Regions from separate parts of the Mus musculus genome. Here region 2 is linked to region 1. Evidence: chromatin contacts called from public Hi-C data. All regions are on one chromosome and are shown on one strand. Each heading gives the region's core, a stretch centred on a gene start, on an enhancer-like site or on the middle of the called end of the contact. The rest is flanking DNA. Distances are from core to core; before and after follow the strand shown.

What was found. A called contact is a pair of places that touch in the nucleus more often than the background predicts.
Region 2: a contact with region 1 is called in a Hi-C map of muscle stem cells, with 4 times the contacts expected there. The contact joins the promoter of Ap1m2 here to the promoter of Ilf3 in region 1. A contact is called at or near these places in 32 of 39 promoter capture datasets (the 3T3-L1 cell line, 3T3-L1-derived adipocytes, the C10 cell line and 20 more), 12 of 15 datasets of contacts at CTCF or cohesin (CD8 T cells, the G1E-ER4 cell line, the NIH/3T3 cell line and 7 more), 297 of 484 Hi-C or Micro-C datasets (the 3T3-L1 cell line, 3T3-L1-derived adipocytes, the 4T1 cell line and 150 more), 67 of 115 datasets of contacts at active chromatin or transcription factors (the 230-238 cell line, CD4 T cells, CD8 T cells and 42 more) and 6 of 9 other capture datasets (adipose tissue, embryonic stem cells, embryonic tail and 3 more).

The regions. Positions count from the first base shown.
Region 1 is chr9:21,364,477-21,370,942 of GRCm38.p6, reverse strand. Ilf3 (interleukin enhancer binding factor 3) reads right to left here and starts at 3,072. Exons shown (of 20, transcript NM_001042707.2): 1 at 2,844-3,072. Gm36198 (a long non-coding RNA gene) reads left to right here and starts at 59. Exons shown (of 3, transcript XR_870570.3): 1 at 59-2,352; 2 at 3,372-4,454.
Region 2 is chr9:21,310,062-21,316,527 of GRCm38.p6, reverse strand. Ap1m2 (adaptor protein complex AP-1, mu 2 subunit) reads left to right here and starts at 4,195. Exons shown (of 11, transcript NM_009678.2): 1 at 4,195-4,321. The coding sequence starts at 4,280.

The DNA.
Region 1 (6,466 bases), core at 1,823-4,322:
TAGTAAATAAATCTTTCTCTCCCAGAACTTTACTATAATCAAAGAAAAAGCACCAACTCTATAGAACATAGGAAAAATAAGTCCTAATGCACTAGACGGCTCAATCACCTGCAGGATGGCAGCCCCACCTCTGGGAAATCTAAACCAGGATCCTGAAGCTAGGCTAACCTGGACTACAACATTTGTCCCTCTTTTAAAAGGGAAAAACCAAAAACCAAAACCACAAACAAACAAACAAACAAACAGTGGCCAGGAGTGGCATGCCTTTAATCCCAACAGTCAGGAGAAAAAGGGAGGTGGATCTCTGAGTTTGAGGCCAGCCTGGTCTACACAGAGTCTCAAGAAAAAAAAGTTGCAAGTTCATGGGACACACACATTGATATACTTGATGGTGAGGCTCCCCATCTTTCAGAAGGGATCAAGGTAATCAAAGAACTGACAATAGGTAGCTGATCCTGGCTTAAATGTATCACTTACAATAAACTGTACCTGCACAGCTAAGAGAAGTATCTACACCTACACTTCTTGAGCTTAAGAATCACTCCCCTAAGCCGGGTGGTGGTAGCACAGGCCTTTAATCCCAGCACTTGGGAGGCAGAGGCAGGTGGATTTCTGAGTTTGAGGTCAGCCTGGTCTACAGAGTGAGTTCCAGGACAGCCAGGGCTATACAGAGAAACCCTGTCTCGAAAAACCAAAAAATAAAAAAAATTAAAAAAAAAAAATCACTCCCCTAAACCAATAAAAGTTAAGGATGAGCTTTAAAAAAAAAAGAAAAAAAGAGAAAAAAGAAAAAGAAAAAAAGGAAAAGGCATACCAGCATAGCCTGCAATCCCTGACTCAAATTAAGGCGCATTGGGGCCAGTAAGGACTTCAAAATGAGACTCTATCTGGAGAGGAGGAGAGCAAGGAGAAAAAGAACTTCTGGCAAGATGTGGTGACTCGCAACTTTGTTCCCAGCACTCAGGAAGCAGAGACAAGAGGATCTCCAAAAGTTAAGAGGCCACTCAGGCACTCAGGCTACACACTGAGATCCTGTGCAATAAAAGACTCTTCCAGGGCTGGTGAGATGGCTCAGCAGGTGAGAGCAACTGACTGCTCTTCCAAAGGTCCTGAGTTCAAATCCCAGCAACCACATGGTGGCTCACAACCATCCGTAATGAGATTGTCATGACATCCTCTTCAGATAGTAGTGTCTGAAGACAGCTACAGTGTACTTACATATAATAAATAAATCTAAAAAAAAACAAAAAAACAAACAAACAAAAAAAAAACACCTCTTCTAACTCACATCTATACCTTCCTCCTGTACCAAGTCCTGACCATGCTAGGACGCCTTGCCCATAGAGCAAGATGCTGTGGGTGTAGTGACATACAAACATAATCCAAGCCCTGAGAAGGTTGTGGCAGAAGGAGTTCAAGGCCTACATAGTGAGACACTACTTCAAAAAAAGAGGGGGGTGGGGGGCAGGAGCAAACCTTTAGCCAGTTAGTCAAAGACCAGAAGTTGAGGAAAATAAAGAACAGCACACAGATTATTCACAGTTACATGAGCCTAGAAGACGAGACGACATTAGAAAAAGCCAAACGAACTTCTGCCTACAGGTAACCATTAAGCTACATCAGAAAAACTAAAAACAGTCACGCCCTTTTCAGCTCCAGTAGGAGGGGAATCCCAGGCTGGTCCAAATCAGCAAAGAGAGACTGATACAGCGCCCAGCTTTGCCAAGGCCAGCCTGGCACTAATCACCAGCCTCCAATCTGGACTGCAGACTTCTAGACAGCCAAAATATCTAGGGTCTGCCGGGCGTGGTGGCGCACGCCTTTAATCCCAGCGCTTGGGAGGCAGAGGCAGGCGGATTTCTGAGTTCCAGGACAGCCTGGTCTACAAAGTGAGTTCCAGGACAGCCAGGGCTATACAGAGAAACTCTATCTCGAAAAATCAAAAAAACAAAACAAAACTAGGGCCTGCAGATCCCATTCACATACCTCAGCAACCAGGAGCTACCACAACATGTCAGCTAAGGGTCAAAGACCTCTCAGCTCTACTGGACAAGAGCAGTGGTACCTGCAGTGGCCTTTCTCCTTTGCTGCTGTTCCTCACACTTCATTTCGCAGGCTGAGTGACTGCACTAGCTACCACTCGTAGAATAGTGGTAGAACTCTATAATCAACCAGCAGAGTATCCCACCCACAGAAACCTGAGGGAGAACCACGAAAGAAGTCCTACATGTCTCCTTTTCCAGGGACCCTGTTCAGGACCGTGTTCAGGACAAAGAAGACATGTTTCCCGCCATAGGAACTGGGATGAACCTGGCATCCTCCTAGAAGCCAGGGATGTACCTGAACAAAGAGGTAAAGCGGGTAAAGGAAGGAGATTTTCCCTTCTGCGCCGGCTGGGATGCTCTAGATATGAGGGGGTGTGTGCTCCAACACGTGCGCGCGTGCGCGAGGCCAAAGCAACAGACAAAAGCTCGGGCTGGGGGAAAGTAAGCGGCCCGTGGAGAGGGGAGAGTACCACAGTGCGTGCGCACCCCCCGGGGGCAGCGCCCAGGCCTGGGCCGAGGGGGCCACGAAGGGGGGAGAATGGATGCGCGCGCACGGGGGCACTGCCTCCGCCATTTTGTTTCCTCGGCACAATGGGGGAAGAGTAACGGCCAAGCGCGGGAGCGAGGCCGGAGGAGGAAGGAGCGAGACGCTGAGAGATGGAAGAGCCGAGCGAAGGGGAGGGTCGGCGGGATGGCAACAGACCTGTCACTAGCGTCCTCTTGGCCCAGCCATCGCTGACAAGTGGGAGAACGGGAGGGGGGAGGGGCGGAGGCGGGAGACGCCACATTGCCACTTACCTTGCCGGTGTTCCCGTCCTTCGCCTTCAGGCGCCGCCGCCCTCCTGCCACGAGCCTTCCGGAGTCTTCACAACCCCCCTCAAAAAAAAAAAAAAAAGCCACGCGGTTTTCGCCGGGGCTGCTTCAGTCCCAACTGCAATGGCGAGAAAAGGAGGAGGAGGAGCCGGGGACCGGGGGCGAGCGAGCGGGCGGGCGGGCGCGCGCCGGGGAGGTGCAGGGCCACGTGACTGGCAGCGGCCCGCCCCCGCATCACGTGGGCGATCCACCTAGGCCCAACCCCCAGTAGGCGGGTGAGACGAAAGGGGCGGGGGAGGGCACATCACGTGACGTTGACTTAGCGACTGGGTCTGTTGGCGTGACGTCAACGTCGGGCCAGTTCTCTCACGGGTTTGGTCGGCCACGTGACCGTGGTTGGCTTCGCTTCCATCACGTGACAGGCCTTTCTTGTTGTTTCTTGACTCGTTTTCACTATTGGTAGACCCGAATCACCTGACGGGAGCCCATCCATTTCGTTTGTTTTTTCCAAAGGCGGTTTTTTCCGAGCGACCGTTATCACGTGACGCAATGGAGCAGGGGTGGGCCCTTCTGACGACTCCAGTTCGTGTGCGTTCCTGGGAGTGCGCGTGCGCCATGATTCGAAGTCAGTCTCCGTACCTTGATCCACACTGCATTGAAAGACTGGCACATGCGGTTGTCAACACTGGTCCAGGGCTCCTACTCACGCTGTCAGGCTGCTGAGCCATCTCACCGTTCCTCATTTTTGTATTTTTGAGATACAGTTTTGCTATTTTACCCACACTGGCTTTAAACTCGAAGATTCTGCCTCCACTTTGATATCGCTAGATTACAAATAAGACCATGTCACTAGGCAACTGAGGGTTTAATAGATTGCCCCTGTGTTAAGAGTGCTTAGCGCCGGGCAGCCGTAGCGCAGGCCTTAATCCTAGCACTTGGGAGGCAGAGGCAGGAGGATTTCTGAGTTCGAGGCCAGCCTGGTCTACAAAGTGAGTTCCAGGACAGCTAGGGCTACACAGAGAAACCCTGTCTCGAAAAAAAAAAAAAAGAAAAAGAGTCCTTAGCATAGGAGGCCGTGGGTCAGACCCCCGTACCACACACACAAAACAGGCAAATTCCAGGCAAGGATGAACAGAACAAAGCTCTCAAACTCCCAGGTCCGGAGCTCTTCATATCTGGTGTCCATCTATAGGGATTTATTGCTGCTATCAGAGTTGGTGTCTGGCTTTTTTTCTTCCTTCCTAGGTTTTAGAGACCTACCTCACCAAAGTCTGAACTTGAGGAAAAAGTTCTAAATGAACCCATTTGTAGGAGACCTGAGGTGCTTCTGATCTGGAATACGCTCTAAATGACACACCTGTTCTAACAGCGCCGCCAAGTGGTAGACATGGTTAATACGGTTTGCCTGAGGGTTTTCAGATGGATTTTTAATTCCTTTTTTTAATGTGTTTAGTGTTTTGACTGCGTGTATGTCTGCAACAGGTTGTGTCTGTGCATCACATATGTGCCAGGGTCCACTGAAAGTCAGAAGAGAGTGTTGAATCTTCCAGAACTGGAGTTACTTCTGAGGCGCCTCCCCAGCCCCTGCAGACAGACGTTAGTAAACTATTTTTTCTTTCAGCCTTTCTCAGTGTCTGTCTGTATGTCTGTCTGTCTCTCTGTCTTGTCTGTCTGTCTCTTTCTCCGCGCGCGCGCGTGTGTGTGTGTGTGTGTGTAGCCACACGCTGTATGAAGGTCAGAGACATTTCTATTTTTGTCTTTATGTGAGATCCCAAGGATGAACTCAGGCTGATTATCTACACCCAGGTAAAGAGCAGAGCATGGTAGTGTACAACTGTAACCCCAGGCTGGGGAAGGAGACACAGAGGATCCCTTGGGTCTCATTGGTTAGCCAACCTAGCAGAACAAGCTAGCTCTGGGATTAGTGAGACAGACTGAAGAAGTAATAAAGACAACTAGACGGGCATCCACTTCTGCCCTCTACATGCACAAGTGAACATGTAAACCTATGTATACCATACAAAAAGAACAAGTCCTTTAAAAGTGCACCACTGTCAGGGCACAGCCACACTACCTTGTGAGCTGCAGGATACAGCTGTGACAAGCACTGTCACAAGCTGTGTCCTCCAAATCCTTGTCCACATCAGCTTCTCGGTGGATCCTGGGGATTGGACTCAGGTCCTCAGGCCTGGTAGCAAGCACCTTTGCCCAGGGAGCTGTCGCATCAGCCCTGCACCACAGCTTTTTCTTTTTTTCTTCCTTCCTTTTTTTTTTTTTTTTTTTTTTTTTTTTGGCGGGGGGGAGGGGGGCGCAGGTTCGAGACAGGGTTTCTCTGTGTAGCCCTGGCTGTCCTGGAACTCACTCTGTAGACCAGGCTGGCCTTGAACTCAGAAATCCGCCTGTCTCTGCCTCCCAAGTGCTGGGATCAAATGTGTGCCCCACCCCCTCCCGGCAGCTTTTTCTTTTTTAAGATAATGTCTCACCCAAACTGGCCTTGATCTCAGCAGAGAGCAGAGAGCCATCTCCCTCTGCATCTGGAATACTGAAATGAAAAATATTTATCACATTCAGCTCATACCACAACTTGTAAAATTGAAAATGGGGGCTGGAGAAAGTTAAGAGTATGTTACTCTGGCAGAGAACATACTCTCTTCTTCGTAGCCCCTGAGTGCTTGCAGTAAATTCTTACTGGGGAGCTTTGCCTGTCAGTTCTCTGCTTAAGCCTATTTTAAAATATCTTTAATAGGGATTGAACCTAAATTTGGTTCCCAGCAACTGTATCAGTATGCTCACAATTTCCTGTAATCCCAGCCCTCTTCTGATGTTCTCTTCTCTATGGGTACCCGCAAACATATATTAATAAAAATAAAGTAAAATTTAAATACATTGTTTTTAAGATTTATTTATTTTTATCTATTTTATGTATATGAGTACACTGTACCTGTACTGATGGTTGTGAGCCGGGAATTTGAATTCAGGACCTCTGCTCACTCCAGGCAACCCTGCTTGCTCTGATCTAAAGATTTATTTATTATTATATCTAACTACACTGTAGCTATTGTCAGATGCAACAGAAGAGGGTGTCAGGTCTCATTATGGCTGGTTGTCAGCCACCATGAGGTTGCTGGGATTTGAACTCAGTACCTTCAGAAGAGCAATCAGTGCTCTTAATCACTAAGCCATCTCTCCAGCCCTTAAATACATCCTTAACTGGTTGTGGACCTTCAAGCATTTAATCCCAGAACTCAGGAGGCAGAGGCAGGCAAATCTCTAAACTCAAAGCCAATCAGGGCTATAGAGTGAGACCCAGTCTAAAAGCAAGAGCAACAGCACATTGGCTATGAAGAAAGTTTTCTGATTTCTCATTGCCTTTTTTTGTTTGTTTGTTTGTTTTTGTTTTTCGAGACAGGGTTCCTCTGTGTAGCCCTGGCTGTCCTGGAACTCACTCTGTAGACCAGGCTGGCCTCGAACTCAGAAATCCACCTGCCTCTGCCTCCTGAATGCTGTGATTAAAGGCGCCACCACGCCCGGCTTTTGCTTGTGGTTTTAAAGTACAAAATGAAAATGCGGGGCTGGTGGGTAAGAGCACCCGACTGCTCTTCTGAAGG
Region 2 (6,466 bases), core at 2,946-5,445, 56 kb after region 1:
AAGCAGATCTCTGTAAGTTCAAGGCCACCCTAGTCTATATAATGAATTTCAGGACAGCCAGAGTTATAAAGAAAGACCCTGTTTTTTTTTGTTTGTTTTTTGTTTTTTTTTTTTTTTTTTGGTTTGGTTTTTCGAGACAAGGTTTCTCTGTGTAGCCCTGGCTGTCCTGGAACTCACTCTGTAGACCAGGCTGGCCTCGAACTCAGAAATTTGCCTGCCTCTGCCTCCCGAGTGCTGGGATTAAAGGCCTGTGCCACCACCGCCATCTCAAAAATATCAACAAGCTGGGTGGTGGTGGAGCACACCTTTAATCCCAGTACTTGGGAGACAGAGGCAGGTGGATCTCTGAGTTCAAGGCCAGCCTGGTCTACTCAATGAGTAGCCAAGGTTTCACAAAGAAACCCTGCCTCAAAACAGCAAGGTTAGTAGCCAGTTGTGAAGGGTCCCTGCCGGCCATAGAAAAACCCAGAGGAGGGCTGTGTCCTGGACACAAAGTAGGAAGTCAGAGGGACCTCTCCACAGAGAAACAATGACATAAAGAAAGCAAATTTGGTGAGAGTTTTGTAATGAGGGGTGAGGGCCATAGGTCAGCTGGAGTCTGACTGCTGGGTTGGGAGCCATAGGTGTGAGAGGGAGGGTGGGCGCTGATTGCTGGGGTAGACATTTCTTTAGAGGGAGGAGAAGGAAGGAGGCTGATAAGTAGAAACTGAGGTCGGACACAGGGAGGGAGGAGGAGGACAAGATATTTAGAACAAACTGGGACAAAGCCACCATCCCGGGGATGGTGGTGGCTACTGAGCCAAACTGGGCTGTGCTAAGCCAGGCTGGGCTGGGCTGGGCTGGGCTGGGCTGGCCGAGGCAAGACAGTGAGAGTCTGTTCTCTGCCCCCAAGGAGGCTCTTGGTCTCATGAATTTTTTAGCTAACTAGGCCTTGAGTTTCAGATTCCAGGGCGTTGGGCCCAGGCTTCTGGGTTCCATTTACCATGTGAATGCATCTTAGGTCCCAGGAGGGTGTTGCTGGCTTTGTGCTGTGCACATTTAAGTCCGGAGGCCTGAGGACAACTCCAGACACATTCCCTTCTTAGGAGCTAGCCATCTTTCTTTAAAATTATATTTGGTTTATTTTCTGTGTCTGTGTGCAGAGGGCAGAGGACCACCTATAGAAGTCGGTTCTCTCCCATCAATCATGAAGGACCTGGGGATTAGACTGGTGCTGAAACAGCCACCTTTGAGCAATTTCACTGACACCCCCCCCCCCAATTATGAGTTCTGTCTTTAGTCAAGGTGACAATATGTAGCCCTGGCTGTCCTGGAGAGTTCTGACTGTGGAGATCTGCCTGCTTCTATCTGGAGAGTGCTAGGGTTAAAAGCTTGTGTTACCAGCCTGGCTTCTCTGGCTCTCTCCACACCTTGTATTTTGAGATGTGTGTGTGAGCTCAAGCATGTGTTTGTGTGTGTGTAAATGTGTGTGTGTATGTATGTATGTATGTATGTATGTATGTATATCACAGTGTCCTTGCAAGCAGGGAAGCCCCTGGAATCTGCCTATCCCACTCCCAGCAGAGGTGAGGCGAGCCCAGGCTGCCTGTGTCTGCTGATGATAAGGAAGGACTCCTCTCCTGGAGCCTATGAGCTGGAGCCAGCTAAAAGCTGAGGGGTTGAGCCCAGCTGGTAGATCATGGGTCTAGCATGCAAGAGTGTCTGGGTTCTAGCCCCAGCACCACGTAAACTGGGCACGATCGAGCATTCCTGTGATCCCCGCAGCACTGAGGCAGGAGGATAATGATTTCCAGGCTGTCTGGGACTATATTATAGCATTAATAACAAAACCAGACAAACAAAACTGTTGGACAATTTTACCCTCTTGGAGCCAAACTTCAGGCTCCCCATCTTGCCAATGGAAGATAACAGCAGCTCGCTGGTTCCCTCAAAGGGTTATCCAGAAAATGAGGGCTTGGCTTAGCCGGTAGAGCGCTTGCCTAGCATACACAAAGCCCTGGGTTCCCTCCCGATCACTGATCACTGCACCACATCAATGGACTGTGGTAGGGTATGCATGTCACCCTGTCCCTTAGAAGGTACAGAGGTGCTCAGGAGTTCAAGGTGATCCTTGGTTAAATATGAAGGCCTGGAATAGATGGTTGTGGTTGCTGGGATTTGAACTCGGGACCTTCGGAAGAGCAGTCGGTGCTCTTAACCACTGAGCTATCTCGCCAGCCCCCTAGATGGGTCTTTAAAAAAGGGTGTAGGGAAGGTATTTATGGCGAGCCTGAAGATAGTGCTGCAACTGGGGAGGGTTAGGCAGAAGACTTGGCAATTTAAGGTGAAAAATAAAAAAGCTGGGCGGTGGTGGCACAAGCCTTTAATCCCAGCACTTGGGAGGCAGAGGCAGGCAGATTTCTGAGTTCCAGTCCAGCCTGGTCTACAAAGTGAGTTCTAGGACAGCCAGGGCTATACAGAGAAACCCTGTCTTGAAAAAAAAGAAAAAAAGAGGGCTGGTGAGATGGCTCAGTGGGTAAGAGCACCCGACTGCTCTTCCGAAGGTTCGGAGTTTAAATCCCAGCAACCACATGGTGGCTCACAACCATCTGTAAAAAGATCTGACTCCCTCTTCTGGATTGTCTGAAGACAGCTACAGTGTACTTACATATAATAAATAAATGAATCTTTAAAAAGATTTAAAAGGAAAAAAAAGAGAAAAAAGGGGGAATTTAAGGTTAGCCTGTGCTATACATGAGGCCCCAGACAAAAACATTAAGGGCTGGGAATGTAATCAGGGGCACAGGGCTTGCCTGTCACCAGCAAAGGTGGGCGTTCCACCCCCTAGGACTGTCAAAACAACCAGAATAAGAGAATTGTGGCCTGATAACCCGGCTGTGTGGCCCTGAGACTGTCTGTGCTCTGCTTCCTCCCAGGTGGTGGCTGATAAGCTCTTCACACAGGCCCTCTGCTTTAGGACAATTGCCTTGGGAGATCCTCATAGCTGCATCTGGACTCCCGGCCTGTTAAAGGTCAGAGCCCGCACCGATGCCCAAACGGGCTTTGTCGCCCCCTGGCGGCTGCACAGGAAACGTTTCTTCCACAGCGGAGCGTCATGTAGATGGCTAGGCTAAGGTTTAGAGTGGGTTTTTTTCCCCATCACCTTCCGCAAAACGGTATCCCAGCAATGGGGAAGCAGAATGATCTTGAGTTTAAGGGTAGCCTGGGATATTAAAAAAAAAAGAATGAAATTAGAAAACGGAAAACAAAGTCAGACATGTTGGTTCGTGACTAATCACAGAACTTGTAAGGCTGAGGCCAGTCTGGACCACACAATGAGCTCCAGGCCATCCGGGCTATCTCAACCTTTCTTCTAGATTTTTTTTTTTTTTTTTTTTTTTTATGGTTTTTCGAGACAGGGTTTCTCTGTATAGCCCTGGCTGTCCTGGAACTCACTCTGTAGACCAGGCTGGCCTCGAACTCAGAAATTCGCCTGCCTCTGCCTCCCGAGTGCTGGGATTAAAGGCGTGCGCCACCGCCCGGCTTCTTCTAGAATTAATAACACAAAACAAATAAACAACACGAGCGAAGCATGGTGGCGCCTTTAATCCCAGCACTCGAGAGGAAGACGCAGGTGGACTCGAGGCCAGCTATGGCTACACAGAGAACTCTGTTTTGAAAAAAATATATACAACTAGCAGCAACAGCAATACTAATAATAACAACAGAAACAACGAAACAATTAAAATGTTTAGTGTGAGAAGGATTAACACTACTGAACATCTAGTGGTGGGCACCGGGTCACACATAGAAAAAGGGCCAAGTCCTGTTGAAACTGGTATGTGTGGGTGAGAGAACAAGTTACATAGACACACGAACAGGCTGATGCCCTGGTGGGTGGATGGATGCTTGATTGGGTGGATACGTGTATGTATGGGTGGGTTAATGTAGATGTGAATGTGTATACGTATGTGGAAGGGGGTGATGGATGGATGTGTGGGTGGGTGGGTGAGTGGAAGCGGAGCGTGAATGGATACATGGGTAGGCGGATGCGAGGATCGATGGAGAACTTGAGACAGGACAGCAGTCGCGGCTCCTGGACCAGCCTTGGCATTTGCCGCCGACCGTGCCTCTCACCTGGCGGCCTCCCCTTTAAGACGCATTCACCTGGCGGCCTCCCCTTTAAGACGCGCTCACCTGGCGGCTCACCTGGGCGAAGGCGCTTCCGCAGGAAGAAGGAAGCCGCAGCGCTGCCGCCTCTGCAGCTCGCTCTCGCCTCCTAGCTTCACGGACTGCCACCATGTCGGCCTCGGCAGTCTTCATTCTGGACGTCAAGGGCAAGGTGAGGCAGAGGGCGAGGGATCGAGGTACTCCGGGCGAGTCCGCGGGCCTAGGGCTCAGGACCAGGAGCCGGGAACCCGTCCTCTCCAGCCGTCTGTGGCAAGGGGCTTCACCTCTCTTAGAGTCATTTTCCGTGTTTGTAAAATGAGATGCCCACCATCTGAGCGCCCTGAACCAGTGAGCACAGTCCTTCTGCAACCCTGGGGCTCAAAAATGCGCCAAGTGTAACTCTCTGGCTATCCTAGCAAGCTTCTCCAGTGTCGATCAGAGCGGTAGAGATGAAAACAAGAGCCCTGTAATGCAATGACAGCCTGGTCATGTGCCTCAGTGGGCAGCTGGCTGGCCTAGCACACAGACCTAGGTAATGGTCCCAGCGCACTGCATAAGCAGCCATAATTCCAGCACTTGGAAGGTGGAGGCAGAAGGATCAGGAAATCAAGGGAGTTTGAATCGGGCCTGAGCTATGTGTGAGTGACACCCTCACTGTCTCAAAAACAAAACAGGCTCAACAAGCCCAGGCACCGGCTGCCTAAGCCTGGCGACCTGAGTTTAAGTCTCAAACCCAAGTGAAAGGGAATGGAGACCACACACACACAGACACCACACAGACACACACACATACAGACACACACACACACACACACACACACACACACACCAGGCATCAGCATGCTCCCTCACACACTATGCACACAGAAAATAATAGTGCCTGTGAAAAGAAGCTAGCAATAACGACAAGGGGGTCAGGTGTCCTACCATGCACCTGTCATCCTAGCTACTCTGGAAGCCGAGTCAGAGGGATGACCTGAGCTCAGGAGGGCAAGGCCAGCCTGGGCTACAATAGCAAGACAAAACAAAGAAATAGAATAACCTTGAACAAGAACAGCTTAGGAAGGGAGGTTCAGCTCCACTTCTCTGCTTTTTGTGGACATAGTTTAAAACCTCAACTCCTTCAGCCTGGAAAGTGGAGACAAAGACACCTGCCTCAAGGCTGAGAGGTGACAGGCACTGAAACTCCTCAGCAAAGATTCTTCCTCCTCTTCCTCCTCTTCCTCCTCTTCCTCCTCTTCCTCCTCTTCCTCCTCTTCCTCCTCTGTGTGTGTGTGGGCGGGGGGGGGGGGTAGGTGGGGTGGAACCCAAGCTAAGCCAGCACACTGGCACTAAATTACATCTTTTAAATATTTATTTATTTATTTATTTATTTATTATATGTAAGTACACTGTGGCTATCTTCAAACACTCCAGAAGATGGCATCAGATTTCATTACGGATGGTTGTGAGCCACCATGTGGTTGCTGGGATTTGAACTCAGGACCTTTGGAAGAGCAGTCTGCACTCTTAACCGCTGAGCCAGCTCTTCATAGTTTTTAAATTACACTTATTCATTTGCTCTGCGTATGTGAGAATCTGTTCTGTCCTGTTCCCGTGTGTGCGGGTGCTAGAGTGGGACCTCAGGCTGTCAGGCTTGGTGAGACCCTTCAACCACTGAGAACCACTTAGTTCTTTCATGGTCCCCCCTCTGAATTTTTATTTTGAAATGGTATCTGGCTGAATTACCCAGGCCGGCTTCAGATTCACTCCGGAGCTTGGCTAGGCTTTGAACTTGCTATCCTTTGCTCTCAGCTTCCCTGGTAGCTCCGATGGCAGGCCTTGGCAAGACAAGGCCCAGCACATCCAGGCTCACTGATGGGTATCTGAAGGATTTCATAGATGGTAGGATAGTCCTCTGCTGCTGAGCTACACTCAGTAGCCCAGTTTCTTTATTATTATTGTTGTTGTTGTTTGGTAGAATCTCATAGTTTATGTTGGCTTTGAACTTACTATGTAGCTGGGGATGGCATTGAACTCCTGATCCTCCTGCCTCCTCCTCCCGAGCCCATCTCCAGCATAACACTCATTAGTAGAAAGTTGATACTTTTAGCTGTGGGTATCGAGTATCCACATAACACACATGAAGACGAGGCATACAGAGCTTGGGTCTTAGCTGGGCCCCTCAGATACCTCTGGGAGTTCCACACAGAGCTTGGCATGGTGGCAGACACCTGGGACCCCAGCACTCTAGAAACTAAGGCAGGAGGATTGAGAAGTTGTGACCCGCTGGGGCTTCATAGAAAAAGTGGCTGAATCAATAAGAAAAGGAAAGACA